Regions from separate parts of the Mus musculus genome. Here regions 1 and 3 are each linked to region 2. The links are chromatin contacts, called in public HiCAR-type and promoter capture Hi-C maps. All regions are on one chromosome and are shown on one strand. The core of a region is the stretch at or near the end of the contact, and the rest is flanking DNA. Distances in the headings are between cores, read along the strand shown.

Region 1 (2,700 bases), core at 28-2,527, 2.8 Mb before region 2:
AATCCACCTGCCTCTGCCTCCAGAGTGCTGGGATTAAAGGCATGCGCCACCACCGCCCGGCTCCCTTTGTTTTTTTAAATGTACCAATCCCGAAGTCAATTCTCCAAGGACAAATAAATTGGGGACACGTGTATCGGAAAGTAGATGTATTAAATTGATGGATATCGTTCCACATGGAAGATGAGAGCGGAGAATGTTTCCCCAACCAACGTATCCACATTCCATCGTTCTACCATGTCATCCGTAAGGAATGTCACTACCATTTAGTAACTGACACACAAAGGCAGCTTTCTTTCCGTCTTGCTAAATGTTACTCCCACCTGTCTCAGCAACCACGCTAGAAACCTGGCCTACCTATTCATTCCCCCGCTCAGAGCTGGCCTCCGCGTTTCCATCCCCACCGCCAGAGTCTAGGTTGTGGCTCTGATCCTTCACTGGCCCAGCCCTAACCCTTGCTGTGTCTGTTCATTTTCACTGCCCATTTAAGTCGTCTTTGCTTGGAATTAAGTCTTCCATCTTCAAACCCACACACCCAGGTAAGTAACTTTCAAGAGTGACGACTCTCCAGTTTCGGCCAGGAAAGACCTACAACCCAATTTCTACGGCTTCAAAGTTCACAGTGCCTGCTTCTTATGTGAAAGATGGAGTCTAATGGGCTTTATACGTTACACTTGGTAGTCCTGGAGTGTCGAGGACTTATGTCCGGGCTTTCTGTCAGGGTCTTGAAATAAGGAGTTCGAATGAGATCAGTTCGCCCGCAGCCTCGCATGCATTATTTCGTCCTAAGTTGACACCTTTCTAGCGCAGGCAAGTCGGGTATCCGTCTTCCCACTGACAGAAGGAGGAAACTGAGTCGTGGTATTTCAGGCCTGGCCTCGTAGCACCTTCATGCTGGTAATGCCTCTCTTGGCCCATTCTCCTCGTCCAACTTCTCGCACGTAGCTGACTGTCCATCAGGCAAGCGACTAAGTGCAGAAAGACGAGGCTTTCTCCAACCGGCGCTCCGGCTCGTCCCCTTACGCAGTGACGCGACCGATGACGCTATTCAGTGACGTGTGATGACGTGCCTCACCCTGAGCCAGGTGTCGGCAGGGCGGCCACACCCTCAGGGCCCAGTACTGGAGGGGCAGTGGCTCCGACCTGGGGAAACACGCCGCAAGACCCCCGCCTGAGGCGACCTGGGGCCCTGGCGTCCTGGGTTCTACTGGCCCACGGTTGAGCCGTTGCTAAGTGACGCCAGCGCGCAGAGCGCGTGCGCGGCCACGGCGGTGTGCGTGAAAGCGGGCGCGCGCCGCGACGGCGGCGGCGAGGAAGGCGGCGACGGCGGCGGTCGAGGGGGCGGTGGCCACGAGGCGGGGTCGCTGCTGGCGGAAGAGACGTGTGTGGCGGCTTCTAGGTCGCTGAGGGACATCGTCGGGGTGAGTCGCCCGGACCGCTCGTGAGAGTTGGGGCCTGGCCGCACCTGCTGCGCGGGCCCGGGGCGCGGGGACGCGCTCCCCCTCCCCGCCGGACCCGCGCGCGCCGCTCCACGCCCCTCGGCCGCTGGTTCCGGGGGCGGGGACGGGGGCTGAGGAGGGTCAGTTCCCGGGCCTGGCGCTCTGGGGTGGGGGTGGGGGGGGGTGAGAGGGGGGCGCTGGAGAGAGGGGTGCCGAGGGACAAGTGACTGGACTCCAGTGCGACGCTGCCGGTTTCCTTTTAGGAATTTGAAGCGGGAGAAGCCCGCGTTCCTCAGCAGCCGCGCGTCCACACTGAGACGCCGACTGTGCAAACCTGACAAACGCGGAAATGGGGACCCTCGGGGTTCGCAAAGTTTTGGGGTAAACCGCGAAGAGATCCGTCAGCTCTACCCTGGCGGGTCTGGGAGTAGGAGCGGGTTGTTAGAGAGATCGTTAGAATCTGTGCCTGCGTGAGCGTCGGGCACACCCACGACCCGGGGAAGGCGACTTGTCAGTGAAGATGCTGGTTGACTAACCTGTTGCCTGGACCTTCCAGCCTCACGTGCATGCCCACGTGCTTCTCTGAACATTATTATTATTATTATTATTATATCCTGTGTTGATCCACATTTTTGAAGCCAAGGGACCATATCCATCCAGTATTGTTACTTCCTCATAGACTCAAATCTGCCCTTGTATCTATTTCCCAGAACCGTGCTGTGCTTTGGCCATTTCAAGGGTCTTGCAGGTAGAGCAGCCCTGCCTTTTGTGTGTGTTCTTCCCAGAAGCAGTGCGGGCTGTTATTTATCTGGTGGAAATGTAGATTGTGTTTCACGCGTGGGCTGGCATGGTGAGACTGGAGTTAAATGATGCAACTGGCCATCAGCCAGTATACAGGATTCTGTTGGGTCCGTTGTATGTGGTGGTTTTTTAAGGAGGAATAATGGAGACAAATGGAAGAAATAATCTTTCCCGTTATGAGTTAAAGGCAGTGCCAAGTGAGAGTGACAAGATAGGGAGCACTGACATTTGATCATGCCTAAAAACTGAGGGACATAACTTTAGAGTTTCCACCCAGAGTCTAAAATCAGGAGATTCAGTTTTATAACGGAGTCTCTGTAAGGTATGGTCTCTGAAGTTCTCACGTCTTGGAATCAGTAAAGCTTGCTTTGAAAAACCACTCAGGAGCCACTGTTCTATTACGAGCTTTTGTGAGTGAGTTACTTATTTCCCCTTTTGCTTGTGCCTCCTAGAAAACTGCCCG
Region 2 (2,700 bases), core at 188-2,687:
AATACACAAACTGTCACACTGATAACCCTGAGCTCTGGTCCTCATGATCTCACAGCTGCTGTTCATGAGATAGACACAATTCAAACACATCCGTAAACATATTTTGTCAATCTTTAATCAGGTTGAACTGTTGAGCAAACTATCAGCAATAACTGCATTTGCTCAAGGTTCTGCTCTGAAATTTGGATATGATAACAATCACCAGGCGATTTTGAGCCTCCTCCCAGGCCCACTGACTTCAGTTGAGTCTCTTTTCAGAAGTAGTTGTGACAGTAGTTATCCCAGCAAGTAGGGGTAGGAGGATGAGATCAAAGGCAACTCCAGGAAGAAAGCCCGCCTCTGCCTCTTGAGTGCTGGGGTGGTTTATTTTTTAAAGGCAGGGTCTAGAGTATCTCTGGCTGGCATCAAACACACAGAAATTTGCCTGCCTCCCCAGTGCCGCCACCCTTGGCTGTCAGCCAGGCCTTATATGCAAGAGCGAAGTATCTCTGCTCTCAGGAACCCAGGTCTTCATACCTTCGGGGAAACAGCTTAAGCCAAGTCCCCAGTTGCCCAGTTTCTTACCCACCCCCATCCCTGTACCTAGTCATATCTAACAGGTGACACTGAGAAAATACTTGGTGACAGAACGGGCAGATGAGTCTCTCCACAGCTGAGCTTCTTAATCCTTCAGCTTCAAATGGAGCCTCACATTAGTAGATACACTGGATACTGTCTACAGTCATTTTTTTGGTCGTGGATTTTAGAGACAGAACAAGATTTGCTAAATTCTAGGGTATTGACCTTTCTTTGCAGAGGATCGGTTCCTCTGACCTGTAACTGGTGCTTGCATTAGGCTGCCTTTATTTTCTGGAAACGTAATGCTAAGGTTGCATAGTAACATAGGCAGTCATGAGAAACTCAGGTCAGAATCCAGAGACTAAGCGTGCACCGCCGCGACCTTGGGAAAATGTCTGTTTGAATACTAAGTCCCCTGAGAGCGGAGCAGCAAGAGTCCGCTCTGTGCTGCCCTTTGCCCTTTGCCCCAGTCCCAGCCTCTGTTCCTGTGGCGACTTCGGGTTCCCAGCCTGAGCATGGGTGGGGTCGCTCGTCTCCGAAGCACCTCTCAGACTCGTGACTCCTCCCACGCAGTGTGGGGACTCAGGCGAGGACAGAGACCCGCCCAGTATCCGCTCTTTCCGGCTTCCCGTTTCCTGCCCCCTCCGCTCTGTCGCGGTGAGGTCACGCGAGAGACGTCACCGAGTTATGACGTCACTGAAGGCGGGCTTTCGGGAGAGGAAGGGGCGGGGTCCGAGCGGCCCCGCGCGTGCGCGTTGGGCGCGGCCCGGGAGGAGGCGGAGGCGGCGGTGCTGCGAACCGCGGCGGCAGCAGCGGCGGCGGCGGAGGCGGGCGCTGGGGGGGGTGGGAGGGGGGGGAGCGCGAGCCCCAGAGCCAGCGAGAGAGGAGCGAGCGGTGCGGTGCGGCGCGGCTCGGCGCGGCGCGCGCAGCCCATGAGGCGGTGAGAGGCCTGGGGCCTGTCTCGGAGCAGTGCGCGCGGCGCCGGCCAGCAGCGGGCCGCCCTTCGTGGGCTCGGGCCCGGGCGCGGCGGCCGCCCGTGGAGAAGCAGGTCGGGGCGGTGGAAGCTGTGCGTCCGGGCCCCCCGCCATGGAGGGCATGGACGTGGACTTGGATCCGGAGCTCATGCAGAAGTTCAGCTGCCTGGGCACCACAGACAAGGACGTGCTCATCTCCGAGTTCCAGCGGCTACTCGGCTTCCAGCTCAACCCGGCCGGCTGCGCCTTCTTCCTGGACATGACCAACTGGTGAGTCCGCCCCACGCGGAGCCAATCCTGCTGGCAGCGGCCTCGCGGCCCCGAGGGCAAAAACACCGGAGCCCGCTCGTGGAGTACTCCCGGGCAGGGCAGGGCCCAGGCCGGGAGGTGGCAGGGAGTCAGAGCCCGAAGAACATGGGAAGAGGGGAGAAGTGGTGAGGTGGAAGCCAGGGGAGTCGATCTGGGGCGAAAAGCGTGTGTTCTGGGAGTAGAAAGCACAGGAAACGAGAGTTGCGAAGTGTTTTCCTTTTAAATAGGTGCGAAGTGTAGGAGCTGAGGATGACAGAACGGTGTGGAAACTCGAGGGAGTGTGTTAGGTGCTGAGGTCGAACTCTGGGCGCGGGAGAGGTCTCGGAGCTGAGAATAGATCTTGTGTCTCTTTGAGGAGATAAGGGCGAAAACGACTTTTGCGGCGGAGGGAACACAAATTATAATCAACTGAGTATGGTGAGAAAGGAAGAGTTGTGCCAGGGAGAAGTGACATCTAATGGAGGCGCCGGAGCGCCAGGCCTGCGACGAGGACTGGGAAAAGTCTTCAGAAAGTGGAGGGAAGCTGATCTTGGAGGCAGGAACTTTGTGAAGACACTGGCGTGCTGGGCAGAGGCTTGGCCTTGGGAACTTTGACGAGCTTACTGATTGGATGGGCTTAGTTGACAGAAAACTGAGAAATGTATAGGTTGGGGGCCAGGGGTTCTGGCTTGTAGTTGGGTTGTACAGGCTGAAGTGGAGCTGTCTCCAGGCACCGACGTGTGTCTTGGTTCTTAGAGCAGCACTTGCTGTTTTTGATAAGCAAGAATACTTTCTCTTGGTCTCCAAGTAGGGATTGTTAAGTTCACTCGGGAATTTAACCATTAGACTGGAGACCATTAGACGGCCTTTGAAAGGCTCT
Region 3 (2,700 bases), core at 43-2,542, 2.5 Mb after region 2:
AGCCGACCTTGTCTACAACTCAGCCCCAATGAGAGACCAAGGTCCCTCAGGATCTGGTGCTCACTGTGATCTTAACTCTTAAACAGTACGGCTACGAACAGGAGGAATTAACAGGGTGAGCTCCAGGGAATGTTGGACAATTGTGGGCAAGGGGCATGGGACCTTAGTTCCTGTTTTGGGGCACCCAACAACCTCAAAAGGTAAGAGGAGAACGAAGGAAGGAGAGAGTGGTGAGTAGATGGACGGAGATACTGACAGATGAACACTGGAGTCCCTGGCAGCAATTGGACCCATAGTCCAAATTCCCAGGAAGCCCTTGTTGGCTGCAACTGGCCCCGAAAGGCCTCCAGCACGTGCCAAAAAAAAAGGAGCAGGCGCCAGAATGGCCACCAGGGGGCCAGCCGACGGTTCTAAGTACCCGTCCCGTCGGTGAGTCGGTGAGGAAGCATCCGAGCTGGGTTGCAGAGGACTGGCCGAGGAAACTGGACTAGGCCACGGCGTGACAAAAGCGTGTCCAGCGGGGCCAGCAGAAGCCGCACAGGGGTTTCAGGTGGAACTAAGGTGTGGGGTGCGGCACAGGGAAGAGGCCTGGGGCGCGCGCGCGGGGGGGGGGGTCCGCGGGTGCTGCCCCTCCCCCACGGCGCAGGCCCATTCCCCTCCCCCACTAGGGGGCTAACTCGTAGGTTAGGGAGCATCCACATTTCTCTCCCCGTCGGTTTTGCTTGCGTTTGGCCCTTTGTATGAGGCTAGTTCATTGGATAGTTTCGAGGTTCACCCCGCCCAAGTTCCTGAGCTGGCCAATTGCAGAAAGTGTCACAGCGCGCTAAGTTCCGGGGATCGTCACCGTACTGCGACGATTCCCAGGATGTTTAGGCCTCAGTGATCTTTGCTCCCGGGACTCGGGCCTTGAGCCCAAGGATACCTCCAGAGCCTGTGCCCGGGAAGGTGCCCTCTGAGCATCCGGATGACCCTTGGGAATCTATGCTTCTTTTTCCTCACACGACTCTCTGATGTGTCCTCGAGTGGACGCGCTCATCCCGAAGAGGAGTTTGCAGACGCTCCCTCGAGCCTAGGACGCGGCCCCTTTAAGAGTGCGGCCGTTCAGGGCACCGCCTGCTTGGACAGGCGCCCTGGGCTCGGGCTCCTTAGGCGGTCGCGGGCAACGAGGGCGCGGCAGCCGCGTGCGGGCTGCGGGAAGCTCGTGTTTAAGTAGACGCGTAGGCCACCGGACGGGAGGGACGGTAAGCTGAGCAGGCGTGTGGCGGGCAGCCCAGCTCAGGCCCCGCCCCGCCCGCTGGGGTCCTGCGCTCCGTGCTGCGCGCGGCGGGCGCGGAGGGAAGTCCCGAGACAAAGGAGCGCCGCCGCCTCTGCCGCCGCGACGGTCCGGGCCGCGGTCGCCCAGGTGAGCCGCCACCGGCCTGCGCACGCACTCCCATCTTCGCCCGGACTCGCCGCCGTTCCCAGTGAGCTTCCGGGAGGCGCCGAGCGGAGCCACGGCGGCCTCCTCTCGCTCGCGGCCTCCGAGTCTCGGCCTTCGGGGCACTAGGGCCCAGCCGCTGTGCCACGGGAGAATACAGGGTTGGGAGCACGGCCCACTGCCCCCCTACTCTTGGCGAACTGAGTTCCGCCGACCCCGCAACAGATAATCTGAGCTTCCCAGTAGCTCCCAGACGCGTTCTGGGCGGTGCTGGGCTCCGTAGTTAGGCGAGTGAGAGTGCGGAAGGCCGTGAGTACTGGGCCGTGTCGGGGCCTGTAAGCACCCGGAGTCACATCAGAAGGCTTCGTTCGTTACCGAGACGCTAGGCTTGTAGCTTGGGTTTTTGTGGGGGAGTCTTGTGTATATTCTCTGCCCCACCTTCCTTTATTCTTAAGGAACTGTTGTTTTAGTGGATGAGTTAGTTACCTGCCTGCATAGCAGAAAACGGGCGTCGAAGGGGAGTTTGTTTTCTTTCTAAAGGTATTCAGGCTGTGAGTGATCGCAGTCCTGCCCTCCTCTGGCTGTCTCTGCCACTGGAAACTTAACAAACAGCGTGGTATACTTACTGAAGGATCCTTAGGGCCTACAGTGTGCATTCGAGTAAAAGAGGCCGCTTCGCCCTATCCAAGCCAGCCGTAGTGCCTGGTACCCATGTTCCCTCTGCCGAGGTGGGCGGAGATAAGCAACCTTGCACAGGCTCTCTGACCGGTAAGTAGCTCTGAAGTAGGTGGTGTCGCCAGACAAATACTGTACACTGTAGGAAGCCTGGAGTCATAAGACCCATCCCTGTATGTCCTTCCTGTCTCTAGTAGTGGGGAGGGGAATGGTTTTTTGGTTTGGTTTGGTTTAGTTTGGTCATTGCATCACAAAACTTTTAGCTCGTGAAGTGACTGTTTGCCTGGGAAGGCAAGTTGTGTTTAAGTGGCTTTTGGAGTGCTTGCGGGAGCAGCAGCACTGCCCCCCAAGTTTCTGCCTAGATCATTGCCAGGGTGCTCCTAGGGTTCCTTTTCCTCGACCGTGGGGCAAAAGGCCTTTAAGAGTTCTGATAAGAGCCACCTCTCACTTCTCCCTGTTTTTGAGACAGGATCTCTTGTAGCCAAGGCTAACCTTGAACTCTTGGTGATTCCCTGGTTCTGTCTCCTTAACACTGAGTGTCCAGGCAAGAGCAGTTGAGCTAGCTTCTCGGTTCTTCTCACTTAGGATAGCTGCAGTTGGATGCTAGG

What was found. HiCAR-type assays count read pairs that join an accessible place to other places. Capture Hi-C pulls out chosen DNA fragments and counts their contacts.
Region 1: a promoter capture Hi-C map of liver shows a contact between it and region 2, with 4 times the contacts expected there. The contact joins the promoter of Btbd9 here to the promoter of Ilrun in region 2. A contact is called at or near these places in 1 of 39 promoter capture datasets (pre-B cells), 1 of 484 Hi-C or Micro-C datasets (B cells), 1 of 115 datasets of contacts at active chromatin or transcription factors (thymic regulatory T cells) and 1 of 9 other capture datasets (liver).
Region 3: a contact with region 2 is called in a HiCAR-type map of astrocytes, with 4 times the contacts expected there. The contact joins the promoter of Ube2i here to the promoter of Ilrun in region 2. A contact is called at or near these places in 4 of 39 promoter capture datasets (erythroid cells, liver and pre-B cells) and 2 of 115 datasets of contacts at active chromatin or transcription factors (astrocytes and thymic regulatory T cells).

Annotation. Positions count from the first base shown.
Region 1 is chr17:30,574,864-30,577,563 of GRCm38.p6, reverse strand. Btbd9 (BTB (POZ) domain containing 9) reads left to right here and starts at 1,277. Exons shown (of 11, transcript NM_027060.1): 1 at 1,277-1,418.
Region 2 is chr17:27,819,279-27,821,978 of GRCm38.p6, reverse strand. It overlaps Ilrun (inflammation and lipid regulator with UBA-like and NBR1-like domains), which reads left to right and starts at 1,437. Exons shown (of 5, transcript NM_001033279.3): 1 at 1,437-1,802. The coding sequence starts at 1,645.
Region 3 is chr17:25,272,023-25,274,722 of GRCm38.p6, reverse strand. Ube2i (ubiquitin-conjugating enzyme E2I) reads left to right here and starts at 1,292. Exons shown (of 7, transcript NM_001177610.1): 1 at 1,292-1,402. Gm17801 (predicted gene, 17801) reads right to left here and starts at 599. Exons shown (of 1, transcript NR_027452.1): 1 at 1-599.